2 separate regions of the Bicyclus anynana genome follow, and region 2 is linked to region 1. Evidence: chromatin contacts called from public Hi-C data. All regions are on one chromosome and are shown on one strand. Each heading gives the region's core, a stretch centred on a gene start, on an enhancer-like site or on the middle of the called end of the contact. The rest is flanking DNA. Distances are from core to core; before and after follow the strand shown. Region 1 has its middle 13 kb from the start of LOC112050532. Region 2 holds the start of LOC112050537 (pinin).

Evidence for each region. Hi-C and Micro-C count contacts between places; a contact is called where the count stands out from the background.
Region 2: a Hi-C map of whole larva shows a contact between it and region 1, with 8 times the contacts expected there. The contact joins the promoter of LOC112050537 here to the enhancer-like site in region 1. A contact is called at or near these places in 2 of 2 Hi-C or Micro-C datasets (whole body and whole larva).

What each region holds. Positions count from the first base shown.
Region 1 is chr21:14,568,483-14,575,080 of ilBicAnyn1.1, reverse strand. No RefSeq gene overlaps it. Among protein-coding and RNA genes, the nearest start is that of LOC112050532, 13 kb to the right of the region's middle. Within about 2 kb of position 4,485, at least 4 of the 8 cell types and tissues checked have open chromatin away from gene starts, as enhancers often do.
Region 2 is chr21:14,630,482-14,637,069 of ilBicAnyn1.1, reverse strand. LOC112050537 (pinin) reads right to left here and starts at 2,296. Exons shown (of 6, transcript XM_024088826.2): 1 at 2,056-2,296; 2 at 1,851-1,985; 3 at 925-1,144; 4 at 85-379. The coding sequence starts at 2,183.

The sequences.
Region 1 (6,598 bases), core at 3,236-5,735:
TAATTAAATAGAGTTTGCAGAAATACAACACAAACGACATAAAAAGAACCTTAAATACCCCAAGCAGACATGAGTCACAAACCATTTTGAAAAACAAAGATTGAGTTTTATGGGTATTAATATGCATTTATAAAATTAAATAAGAGCTTTAATTAATTTTATAAATCGTATTATCGTATTATCATATCAAAAGAAGAAAGAAGTTGTAATTCAAATGATGTTTTCTTTTATTATAATGTGAATAAAATATTTTCATTTATTGCAGAATTACCTTAAACTATGATTAATTTTTTGATTTTGTATTAAGTGAAAGAAGATTTGAGATTTGACAGTTCACACTTCACAGCACAGAACACTACTTTATTTTTTGTCTGTGACTAATACTCCTACTTCACAGTATTCGTTAACTAAATCCAGTTTGTTGTGCGTATTTTCTTCCCTTATAATTTTTGTTATTTCGTTTTGTTCTCGTTTCGTTGTTATTGTTTATTATTGTTATTTGTTGTTCGTTTACTGTTTTTAATTTTATTTAGTTTAGTACGAAATTAAATTAGCACTTTAAATCTTAATATTTTACAAATAAAGGCCTAAATTGAAAAGTAGTGTCTTAACAAACTCATCAAATTCTACATAAAAACGTATGTCTAACAATAACCCACACTACGAGAAAACGAGTAAAAACTACTTGTCAAGTTTTTAATTTACGCCTATAATCGCGTACATAATTTTCATAGTCAAGCTACAGTTTTCTATTAGTAATTGAGTTACAGATAGAAGGACAGACGGACATGGGTATGGGTATCTTCAAGTCAAGAGTGAATAGGCATCTTCTAGGCAAGCGCGTTCTACCAAAGGCTGCCTCATAGCTTACAATCTAGCGTACAGCTAAGCGGTGCTTGCTTATACATAATAAAAAAACAAAACTATAAGGGTTCTTTATTGACCACGGAACCCTAAATATAAGTGAAACATTGTCTGTTCGATAAATAACAGTTTATAGGAACGTAAATTATAAAAAAAATTGTCTATCAAAGGAAGTTTTATTTCATGACAATATTCGTGAATAATGCTTTAGTAAAATGTTGAGCACCCCTTAATCATATGTTTTTGTTTATTTACATTGTTTAAAATACCTACCCGATCTGACTATAGATGTATATACAAGAGCTACCCTTAAATAAGTTTTGCGTTAATGCGGCTTGTCTCCCGGTAGCACAGTACGATCAGAAATAAATCAGTTCTTTTAAAAAATGCCAACAACCCTAAACAAAAAGCGCAGGAGCAAAAAGAGAATGGTTGGCTGTTAAAATGTCATTCGACGCCGCACCGGCACACTGCGGCGCGGGCGCGCGGCTTCGTAATTAAAATGGAGGCTTTCGTTCGGCGGCTTTGGACTTCAGAATTGAAATTAAACAGCACAGGTGCCGTGAAATTCAGAGACTCCCACGAACTTACTACAACACACAGTAGGTAATATACCTAGTATGTATAGTTCGCGCCAAACAAGCGTTGCGACATGGTGAACGGCGCCAGTGGCTATAATATGCTCATCCATTCTCCTCTTGTTTAGAGAAGTTTGTTGAGCTTTACACTAAACAGTAAAAGATAGCGTGTCGGAATCACATACTTACTTAGGATCCCATATCTACGAAGATCTAGATTGTGGCAAGTATTGAGATAAAGTATCTCAAGTATCTATAATAAGTATTACTAGGTAGAAATTATATGAAAACTGAAAAAACAATACCTACTTAAATATTTTGATCAGTTGAATGGAAGGATGCGGATTTATTTCTAGACCTTTGAAATCTGCTACGTCCAAAACTATTCACTCAAAACTCCATAGTTGATGCCTACCATACTTAACAAATTTTGGGCTTTTAAAAATTATAAAGATCTGGCTATGCAGAGACTAACTCCAACATACGAGTACTATCAGGCAATAAAAGATGGGTACTAGATTACCGAGGTTCTACAATCCGGTCTAGAAGTGAACACGTATAAAACTAAATATCTTGCTAGTCAGCGAACACCAACAACTGCGGAAGCCCTCAAGCAAGTGAGCAGCTTTCGTTACCTGGGGTCCATTCTGAATTCACAAAATAATTTTGAAGAGAAAGTAAAAACTAAAAACCGGGATATTCGCTGGAAATAAGTGTTTCTACGCCCTCCTACTCCTTAGTAAGCTATTTTCCTCACATCTCCTCACCTATAACACAAGACTTTTTCTGTGGGTCTTTTTTATTCTTTACAAGTTAGCCCTTGACTACAATCTCACCTGATGGTCGGTAGGTAGGTAGATCAATCAAAGATGGAAGCGAGCTAACTTGTTAGGAGAAGAATGAAAATCCACACCCCTTTCGGTTTCTACACGACATCGTAACGGAATGCAAATCGCTTGGCGGTACGTCTTTGCCGGTAGGGTGGTAACTAGCCAAGGCCGAAGCCTCCCACCAGCCAGACCTGGACCAATTAAGAAAACCTCAATCGGCCCAGCCGGGGTTGGAATCCAGGACCTCCGTTTTGTATATCCACCGCGCATACCAATGCGCCACGGATTCCTACATAAGGTCAACTCTTACAAGGCCGCTGGCCTATAGCTACCTATGCATGCGAAAAGTGGACTCTCAGTGTCACAGAAGAACATAAATTATCAGTAGGTATTCGAGAGGAAAGTGCTCCGCAAAATATTTGGACCACTATGAAGTTTAGATGGAATCTATCGCCACTGAATGAACTACGAAATGGAAATCTAGTGAAAGTCGAAACAATAGTGAGACATTGTAAAGCGCAACGTCTTCAGCAGCTAGGGAAGGAGGAGAGGGCGCCAAAACTAGAGGGCCTAAAGTGATGACAAAATGGAGACCACAGGTAAAGATTAAAAGGAAGACCTAAATAAAGATGGCTATAGATTGTGTGAAATAAGGCTTGCAAATTATTATAAAAAAAACGACTGCTTAAGCGTAATGAACTGAAAAGAGAAAACAAGTATCACAATATCTATTTGCTGCGTGGAGAAAAGAAATGTATGGAGAAAAGTGGTAGAGAAAGCCAAGGGGTTGTAGCGCCGAAGAAAGTAAGTAATAAGTACCTACTCGATACATCATTCGCTTTCATTCGTATCGGTATAATAAGAATAAGCTAGTTCTGTAAACATCATTAATTTTTTATTGACAAAGCGATACGATGACAACAGAGTGACGTGACGACGGCGTCTAACTCTGACCCTGACCCGAAGAGTCCGACCCTGCAGCGGGCGAGGGCGGGGCGGCTCGAGTTACAAAGCGTAGCGCCCGGCGGCGGCGGGCGGCAGTGTATCAAACGAGCTGTTGCATATGCAGCAAAATTTGCCAAGGGTCAGTGATTTTGCCAAAAGTAAGAATTGCAAAAAAGGCCATTCCAAGATTCCGACAGACGCAATGAATAGTCAAACGAGAGCCTCATTGCAAAAATGTTATACTACCAACACATACATATTAGTTAGATATGTCATATGCCTACAAATTCACCTACTGATCAGTTTTTATACACAACTCGTTATTGTAGCTAATATTTAAGTACTATTTGTTTAAATTTTCGTTGTAGCTATACTATGCGATTATCTATATAAAATTAAGAATTTCTAAGATAAGAGGCTAGAAACTTTATTCGCCGCAGTTGTCAGCGCTAGTGACATATCTAATAGTATAAAATCTTCGCCTCAATGTATGAAAGCTGAAGGATTGTCAGCCCTTCTTCTAACATAATGTACTTATCTACAAGGAAGCTCTATCTTAGCCAATTAAGGAGTTTGGGCCGTGGTGGCTGTGTAAGGTGAAAGCAGATTTCAATGACCTTGAAACCTCTCAAACCATTTCGAAATTCCATTTGAGTAGGTAGTTATATCTGCCTACATACAAAAAAAAAATAGACACATGGAATTTTAAGCAGGGATCCCTGAATATAGTAATCATCAACTATTAGTCTTATTAAATTGCCCACAATAGGGACAGGAGGAATACCCCTCCTTATAGAAGATATGCTGAATGAATATATGAAGAATAGATAATATGAATATAAAATAGAAATGGTGCATAGACCCACCACGCAGCACCAATGCGGGTTGGCGGGATAATGTTAAATAACGACCAGTATCAGACATAAATGATAATAACGGAACCGACAGCTTAACAGGTGGGGAGGTACCACCAACTTTCCGACTCCGGGCTGAGAATATTCTAACTCACTATCGCATATAGCTCAAGATTCGAACCCAAGACCTCGAAAACCACTTATACCACTGTACCTACAAGGCAATTGTAACAGGCAACAGCTCTGAATAGTAAAACACACTAAATAAAAACATAATCATATAATCATGAAATTTTAAAAAATATATGGTTTTTATGAATTTTTAAATGTGTAAAATATGCCAATAATGAGTTAAATATTTCAGACTAGCAATCGTGAATCCGGCTTAAAAATTAGTACTGCCATCTATTGGCAAGCTCTTACAACCGTTCACACAACAACCTACACGTCAAAGTTCAGCTATTGCACGCGAGATGGCCGTGCTATACCGAACGATTCGAAATTAATAAAACGAATAAATTCAAATTTTTTTATTTTTTTATTAAAATTAATGAAATGTTTCCTTAGAATAAACTAGAAAATAGTTGTTGTTTACAGTTACTTAATTAGGATTAGGAGTATCGTGAAATATATTATCTTCAAAGATACAGAGCGGCGCGGCGGTGGCTCGCACTTTGAACAATTATGAACAATCACGTCGATAATAATTGTATTGTAAAGCCTTTTTGCACACGACATTGGTGCCGTGTGAACAACTGTTAAGGGGTATACCTCTCTACGCCTTTTAGTAACGTTTACCTTTACACCGTTTACATTTCGCTTTGATGAAGTTAGGTATCTATTACTTACCTGCCTAGTTATTTTACCTTTTGAACACGATTTTGTTGTGGATTTAGTTTGGATCTAGTACGTGCGTAGGTATACTAGTTGGTTACCAACTGAAGGAATTGCCGGAACGCATTGTTAAATTAGATACTTACCTATTTAAAGTGAAACGCTTCTGGTCCTCACCCTCAGCCCGGATATGGGAAGTTGGTAGGGCCTCGCCCTTAGACCTTTAATAGTCTAACGCCTCGCCTCGCTGATGCGAATTTGCCCACGTCTAGATTCGTCCACATCCACACTAAGCCACTGGACTTAACATGCATAGTGTATGTAGGGTTGCCAACATTTTTTCAGAAAAATATAGTATTTTTTAGATTTAGCTATAAAAATATATAGTACGCTTAAATAAAATATTGTATTTTAAGGAATAAGCAAACAATTAACATTTATTTATCTGAAATAAAACGGTCATATGCAATAATGCGGTCATTTAATTTTTTTTAAAACCAACTCTCTAAAGCGTAAGGATAGCGCACTATAGGCTAGATGCTGTTGCATCTTGCAAAAACTAATTTTCATAAAGTTTCAAAATGAAAATTTTGTTTATTATATTTCAGTGTTGAAAATATAGTATTTTTGCTTGAGTACTAGGTATATAGTTCTTCAACAGTATATAATACGCAGACTCGAAATATAGTACAATACTATATTATAGTACAGTTGGCAACCCTAAGTGTATGTAACATCATATAACTATAAAAAAGTGCAAAACTATAGGTAGGTATATTATAAATTTGCATTTTCTTATTAGATATTTTATATTTTAAGCTCCAACACAAAGTCGGCGACGATCCCCTTAACAGTGCACACGGTCCCAATTTTATCTATTATTATCAATTATTATCTGAGATAGTTGTCCGCGCGAGTGCGCGCCTGTTGCCAGCCCGGCGACACTCCAATCAGCTCCTAGAACTACAACTCTTTAAACTAATTACAACCACTGAGAGCCGTGATAGCCCAGTGGATATGACCTCTGCCTGAGATTCGGAGGGCGTGGTTCGAATCCGGTCCGGGACATGTACCTTCAACTTTTCAGTTAAGTGCATTTTAAGGAATTGAATAAAATATGTCTCAAATGGTGAAGGAAAACTAACGTGAAGAAACCTTCATACTTTTTCTTAATTATTTTCTTAATTCTCTACGTGTGTGAAGTCTGCCAATCCGCATTGGGCCACCGTGGTAAATATTGGCCTAACCCCCTCTCATTCTGAGAGCAGACTCGTGCTCAGCAAGTCAGCAGTGAAAGCCGAAAACGGGTTGCTAATGATGAGGATAACGACGGATAGATCTGTCATATAATCCAACTTATGGAAAATAGAAACTCATCGCTTATGATATGGCAACACTTTGGACGCATGCAAGTTAGGTGCACCTCCTACAATGTCCTGCCGAATGCTCCACAACTTGAAGCAGCTTTTTGAACTTCACGTGCCTAAAACGCGGACGTAGCGACCGCCTTATCAGCCGTATCAATGATACAGGGCCCCCGGAGTTCAGGGCCCCCTTACGTGTGAACACAAAAATTGGTAAAATTCACAATGTCAGTTAAACTTGTGCTTCCCGGAAATCATCCAAAAACTGACTATATTTCACTTCATTATTTCACTTCAGAAATCACATAATTAAAAAAACACAATACTTT
Region 2 (6,588 bases), core at 1,047-3,546, 64 kb before region 1:
TATATAAATTATTATAGAATGTCAAGGCCTATTATGCTTAAGAACAAATAGGTATAACAGACAATACTAGAAGCCATAACTTACTTTCGTGATATTTTTTACTCTCATCCAACTTTTCCTGAGCTTTTTCAGACATCTTTTTAGGCAGCCAGTAGACACTAGGCTTGGCCTTGCACAGTATGAAGTTGCCCAGACAGCCGTGTGCCGCCTCCCAGCGCTCGAACTCCTGCAGGCGCGCCATCTTCGCCTCCAGAGCCTTGATAGTTGCCTTCTTGTGTTCCCGCTCTGCAAATAAAGTTTTTCTTTCCTTCAGTTCTCTTTCCTTTTCTTGTCTCGCCTGCTCTTCTATCTTTCTTTCCACTTGAGCCTTCTTGTCCTCCTGCAAATGATGAATCCATACTTTTATAAACATCAATACATTTAGCAAACATTATTTGTAGTTGTAACTGATTATTAAACTTCAAATATTTCTGTTGAATATTCTTCTAATTGCCTGATAACTAATTATTATGCATTTTTGTTAATTATAAATCCATTAACTAAATATATAAAGTGATAAGCAGGTATTAATTATACATATAGGCATATTCCAGTGTACTTTTTTTAGTTATAGAAAAAGTGCAGAATGTTATATCCTGCGCCTATCAATAAGAGATATGTTTGACTTCACACCAACAGTTTCTATAAGTGTACAAAAAGGGATCGTTTTAAAGTTCTTTAAGTACACCGTCAACTTTAAAACAATGAACACAGCTTCACGATGGCTGTAGACGGCAGTGCCCAATAACACATTTTGTTTTTCAGTCACCAAATTTATTCTCATTTCAAGCGTGCATAAAAGTTTTACTTTAAACAAATTATGCAACAACTTTCTGAGGTTTTAGTTATGACTCTCGCCGATGCTGTGAGTGAGAGTGCACTCACCTTAGTCTGCAGTACAATCTCCTCCTGCTTGAACTTCTGCAGCGTGCCGAGCAGTGATCCAAAGATACGCCTATTCCTTGTGCGCGCCTGCTCGTCATCGCCCTGCGCGCGCAGCACGGAAGCGCGCGACGGCAGCTCGCGGCACACAGCCGACGGCACGCGCGCGCGCTTCGGCACCCCCTCGTCTTCACCATCACTGTCGTGCGCACGCCCTGATAATCTGTACCATATCATCATTAATAAGAAGCTTTAATAGCTCAATGGTATAGGAGCCGCCTCTCATCACCAAGGGTGTGGTTAAATCCCCATCCCCTGGTCTATTGTCGTAACCACGCCTAAAGCAGTTTTTTCTGACTTGTTGAAGTGGAATAGGAATGTTTAAAATATATGGCAAATATTTTTTATTAACGCCGCACTGCAGGGCCAGGCCACGCTCCTTAAACGACAGATGATATGGAGCTTAGACCCACCATACACCACCATCCATTGTGGCTGGTAGGTTCATACAACAACCTGCAACATTGACAATACATCAATTATTGATTTATTCATCATGTTAGCAATGTCCACATAAAAAAACATACATTGGATTAAAATAATTTTGTTGCAGTGCAAAACAGACCTAAACTGTCTTGACTTTTATTAGAACTTTCAAAGGGAAACAATTCTGATGATGTCTTATCGGATGCCAACAAATAGGGGAACAGATCAAAGGCCACTTGCAAGCAGTCTATCCTTCAATAGCAGAAGGTCCCTGGTCTATCCTCCATTGTACTCAAGGCTACAACCACTCTACTTGAAGATGAACATACTAATTATACAGTGGCGAATTGTTATCTAAAAAACAAATTTATCCAGATCTATTCATACTATCTAGTTATTAATGGTGTTTACAATAAACCATAGAATAAGTAAATAAAACTCGCCTGCTAAACACAGTTTTGGTTTCGTGTTTCCGTTTGGGTTGCTCATCATTTCTGTAGTTGTGGCCGGCGTCTGGGTAGGAGTTCCGCCCGCCGACCCGCGAGCCGCCTCGCGTGTAGTCCGTCGACGCGTTAAATCTGCAATCACACTTGTATTCAACGAAATGTGCCACAAAACCATCTCATAATCGTACTTGTTATCACTAACCTATCCGTGAATCTTCCGGATGTTTGAACGATTTTCTTTATATTTTCATCTATTTTGAACAAACTACTTTTTTCGCTCTCTAGTTGAGCTCGCAAAGAACTAAATGATAAAGCCACTTCGGTTCCCATTTTAGTAGATTTTCATTTAATTTCTAAATAAATATTTCACTCGTAAATTCCAAACTTCTAAATCTTTTTTTTTTATTTTTTTATTTACGGCCCTAGATATTAAAGATTTAAGGCATTTCGAAACACGGAACACCTTTTTCCACAGATTAAGTTACCACACAGAACATGAGTGATGAGATTTACATATATACATTTGACTACTCATCAATAGATGGCGTTACCAACAATAAAATTGTGTTTGTAGGCTATAAAACACTAGCCGCAGCGCGGTTTCACCCGCGTAGTTCCGGTTCCCGGGGGAATACGGAGATAAAATGTAACTGCTACCAACGACTGCGACGCCGTCGCCTGCCGCCGAGACGTCGCTGACTGCAGTCGACTGGTAGATTTGCCGCTTGTGTAAATGAACCCTAACCACAGAAAACATTTATGTACAAGTCCGTCTTAGCACATACTTACTTGTTTACTATGTATTCTTAATTCTATGTTATTGTTATTCTTTTGTGCAATAAAGTATATTACATAAATAATAAGTAAATTAATTTGCAGTGTGGTAGGTAGTGTTAAGCTCCATAACCCTTCTCATAAAGAGGGAAATCTGCCCTGATAATGATCACTTAAGTCTGTGTATGACTTAAGTCTAAAATGTAAGTTTAGGTAATATTGTGTGTTGAGCCGGCCACGGGTGAAGTGTTGGGCTCAGTGTCTTACGTCCGCCCACTCGCTGCGACGGCGCCTGCTGACGAAGATGTATAGCTGAGCAGTGGCGTGCTCAACATTTTCAACTAGGGTAAGCATTGTAATGTACAGCGCTCGGCAAACATCTTGAACAAAAAGTGGCGTAGTGGGGGAAAGTTCGCGCAGGTACACTTTATGACAATGGACAAGGCCGACTGATTCCCCAATAGCAGGCGCGCGCGCGCTCTGTATTCCCCCGCGTTCCCTTCGCCCCACCCAAGAGACCGACAAATCGACTTCTGCGCATGTTTATGGATTGTTCAAGATGTTGAATGTTGATGTGACAAAATGGAAAATGACTTCTCCATTCCTAATCAGTTTTCGGAGTAGGTATTGCTTTCGGCACCTATGAAGTGGACGCCGCTGCAGCAGCCTTCACCCGCCGCGCGGTGTGTCGACTGGACTCCGACATGCAATTGACAATTCTGTATAAAGATATCCTATGTACCTATGTACTTATTCATGAAAATTATTAAAAAATTCTAATTAGTAAAGAAAACTTTTGTACACCTTGGGTAGGTACCTATACAAAAGTTATTGTAGTTTCAAGAAGGATGTATTTTTTTTTTAAATATATTATAGCCTATAGCCTTCCTCGATAAATGGGCTTATCACTGAAAGTATTTTTCAAATCGGGCCAGTATTTCCTGAGATTAGCGCGTTCAATCAAACAAACAAACAAACTCTTCAGCTTTATAATATTAGTATAGATGCGACAGCCGCACACATCGTTCAATACAACAAAACAATCACAGACGAGGTAAAATGCGCGGAGGTACTCATAAGTGCTGTTATCTCCGCCCATAGCAAATATTCGGCCGCACTCGACGCGATGAGCGAATCTAATGCCTTGATCACACGTACCGAGCAAACGGGCGAGACAGTGCCCTCGGCCGAGTCCTCGGTACGTAACGAGCACTCGGCCGAACAAAGCGCCGAGACAGTAGCTCGGCTCCTGTTCTATCTACTAGGCCGAGTGTCCACCCTCCCGCGTCCCCGCACTGTCTCGCTCGCTCACTCGCCAGGTCTGAACATACATTGTCTCGCCACTCGGCCGACGGCCACATGATTATCGTCACGTCGCCGCATAATATAATAACTATAGATAATTTTCGTTTAAAACAATTCCAAATAAAATAAAATACACCATGTCTGTTAGTAACAAATGGGATGTCGAAACTACTACATATTAAATTTATACAGTTATACTATATAAATATACTACTACATATACTAAAACCGACGTTGCTTTTTACTCTCTACTACTCGGTACGTGCGATCAAGGCTGCAAGGCATAGTGCTATATTGCGCTGAGTGTGGCCGAGGCATTAGAAGCAGTGGTGTGGCGGCACAGAGTGTACAGTGAGCAGTGAGCACGTAGTCGGAGGCGGCTAAATCCGGTCGGTAGCCAAGCATTCAAGCGCGCTATGAAAAATAGCTCCGTCCCGCTGCCACTGTCGCGCGCACAACGTGTTACTTTGCTTTATTGGATGTATGGTTGTTCCGCCCTTCGTCACAGAGCTCGACTGGGGAAGCACTACTGCTACACTCATTCTTAGCACTTAGCAATATTCATAGCGTGGGTGCCGAGTGGGTCGTGCCCGGGCTACCGATTTAAAATTCTATGATGGACGCCAAAATACAAAATATACAAAGAAAAATCAATATAATCAGTAGACTCGTTGCAGAAGCCAGTTTCCACAAACATTGTCAACGAAATTTTTTTATTGAGTGTCGACTCTCCTCAGAGGCATAACAGGGGCTAGGCACACCCTAGGAAATAATCCTAGATACGCGAATGGCAATATTGCTGTGTTATAGGGTCTAAAGTTTTACCGATTAATACCTCACTTTAGCCACTTCATTTGCCTGTTATTAAACATCTCTGGAATGTTTTTATTATTTTTAGAGCCAGCACGGAAACGTACCTTTTACCATTTTCTCTTTTCCCATTTGTTACGAGTTCCTCGAGTAGATACGGTAGTGTTGAGATTCATCCTACTTACTAATTATTATAAACGCGAAAGTTTGTAGGTATGGATGTTTGTTACTCTTTAACGTCGCAAATACATACTGAACCGATTTGACTAAAATTTAAAACGAAGATAGACAATATACTATCTACCCTGAGAAAATCCAGTTACCTATTCAGAACACTTAGCAAAGCAGACACTATTAATATTGTAGCCGACACTATTTTGTTTAAAAGCTCCCAAATAACACGGTGTTGCTTCTAAACGGCACAGTAAGCTGCACTTACTACGGAGTAGGTAATCTGTCTATATCTATAAAAGTGAAAGGTCAAATCACGAAATATCGAAATCCGATGTTTTGAAGGGGTTCGCGAGTTAGGAAGACAATTACGTTAGTAGCTCAAGCAGCTTATTTTTCTCAGTGTACCTACCGCATTACTGTTTACGTGCACGCCTGTACCCCTTGACGGGACAGTTTGTACTCCATCACGTCCCCCTTCCCCCCCTCCGTCACGCCGTTTACCGTAATGGATGCGGCGGAGGTGGCGCTGCGCCGACGCTGCCTCACCAAATATAGACGCGGGCCGTTTTATAATTACTGACAAACGATTCTCATTAAATAACGATGTAGAACTCGTTGGTCCAATGGCTATACCTACTAATCCTGGGTTCGAGTCCTGGGTCGGTCTTAAAATTAAAAAAATATATATTAGTTTTTTTGGATTGTTCTTGGCGTTATTCCTACCTGGCGGAGAAGCCTTAATCCGTTGGTCACGGTTATCAGTGGTATTAGGTACATAATGTGAAAATGCACTGTCCAGGTAGGTACCTACTCTAGAGACTATATCTATACCACCCTATACCTACCTAAACAGGTAAAGTTTGTGAAGTTTTAGGAGGTATCTCTGGATGTACTGAACCAATTTTGAAAATTATTTCAGGCATAGATAGCCACGTTACTTGCAAGTGTCTTACTGTCTTATGATGTATTTTATCCCTCTATTCCCACGGGGACGGGAACTACGCGGATGAAACCGCTGGGCGTCCGCTAGTTATAATGCAAAGCAGAGAAGAGAAGATTAATTTAGTAATTATGCACAGTTTGCAGGTCGTGTGTTGTGACAGCACTAATGCTGATTCATGGCGCATCAGCAACTGACGACACGACCATGCGACACCATCCATCACCCGCGTCAAAGCCACGCCGACGACATTACGTGCTGCTGACGACATTCTGTGCGACTGTACATTGTATGCACGTACACATTCATTTATTTACTACCGGACACCTGCGACTTCGTTTACGTGAAATACAGTTTTTAACTAACATTTAGATATTTAAATCTTAATGTGAATCAACTCTACTTAAAATCATTGCTTTGATCCCCGGCTATTGATGCTGGGCTATTGTCGTGCCCACTCATAACAGTCCACCTAATCTCGCCGTCTAACTGGACAACTGGAGGTCATCTTCAGATATTGCTGATAGTGACCGGGGCGGATGGCTTAAAGTGCTTTCCGAAGCTCGGGAACTATGGACGGCTATACTTATATGAATTTCTCTCTTTAAACATAATTCGTAACCGATCAGGTTAACTAGTGGACTGGATCATATCAATGTGATGAAAAACATGACAATCTTATAAGAAGTTTCAGTTATTTCTCTATTTTGGTAGAACTATATAATATTATTT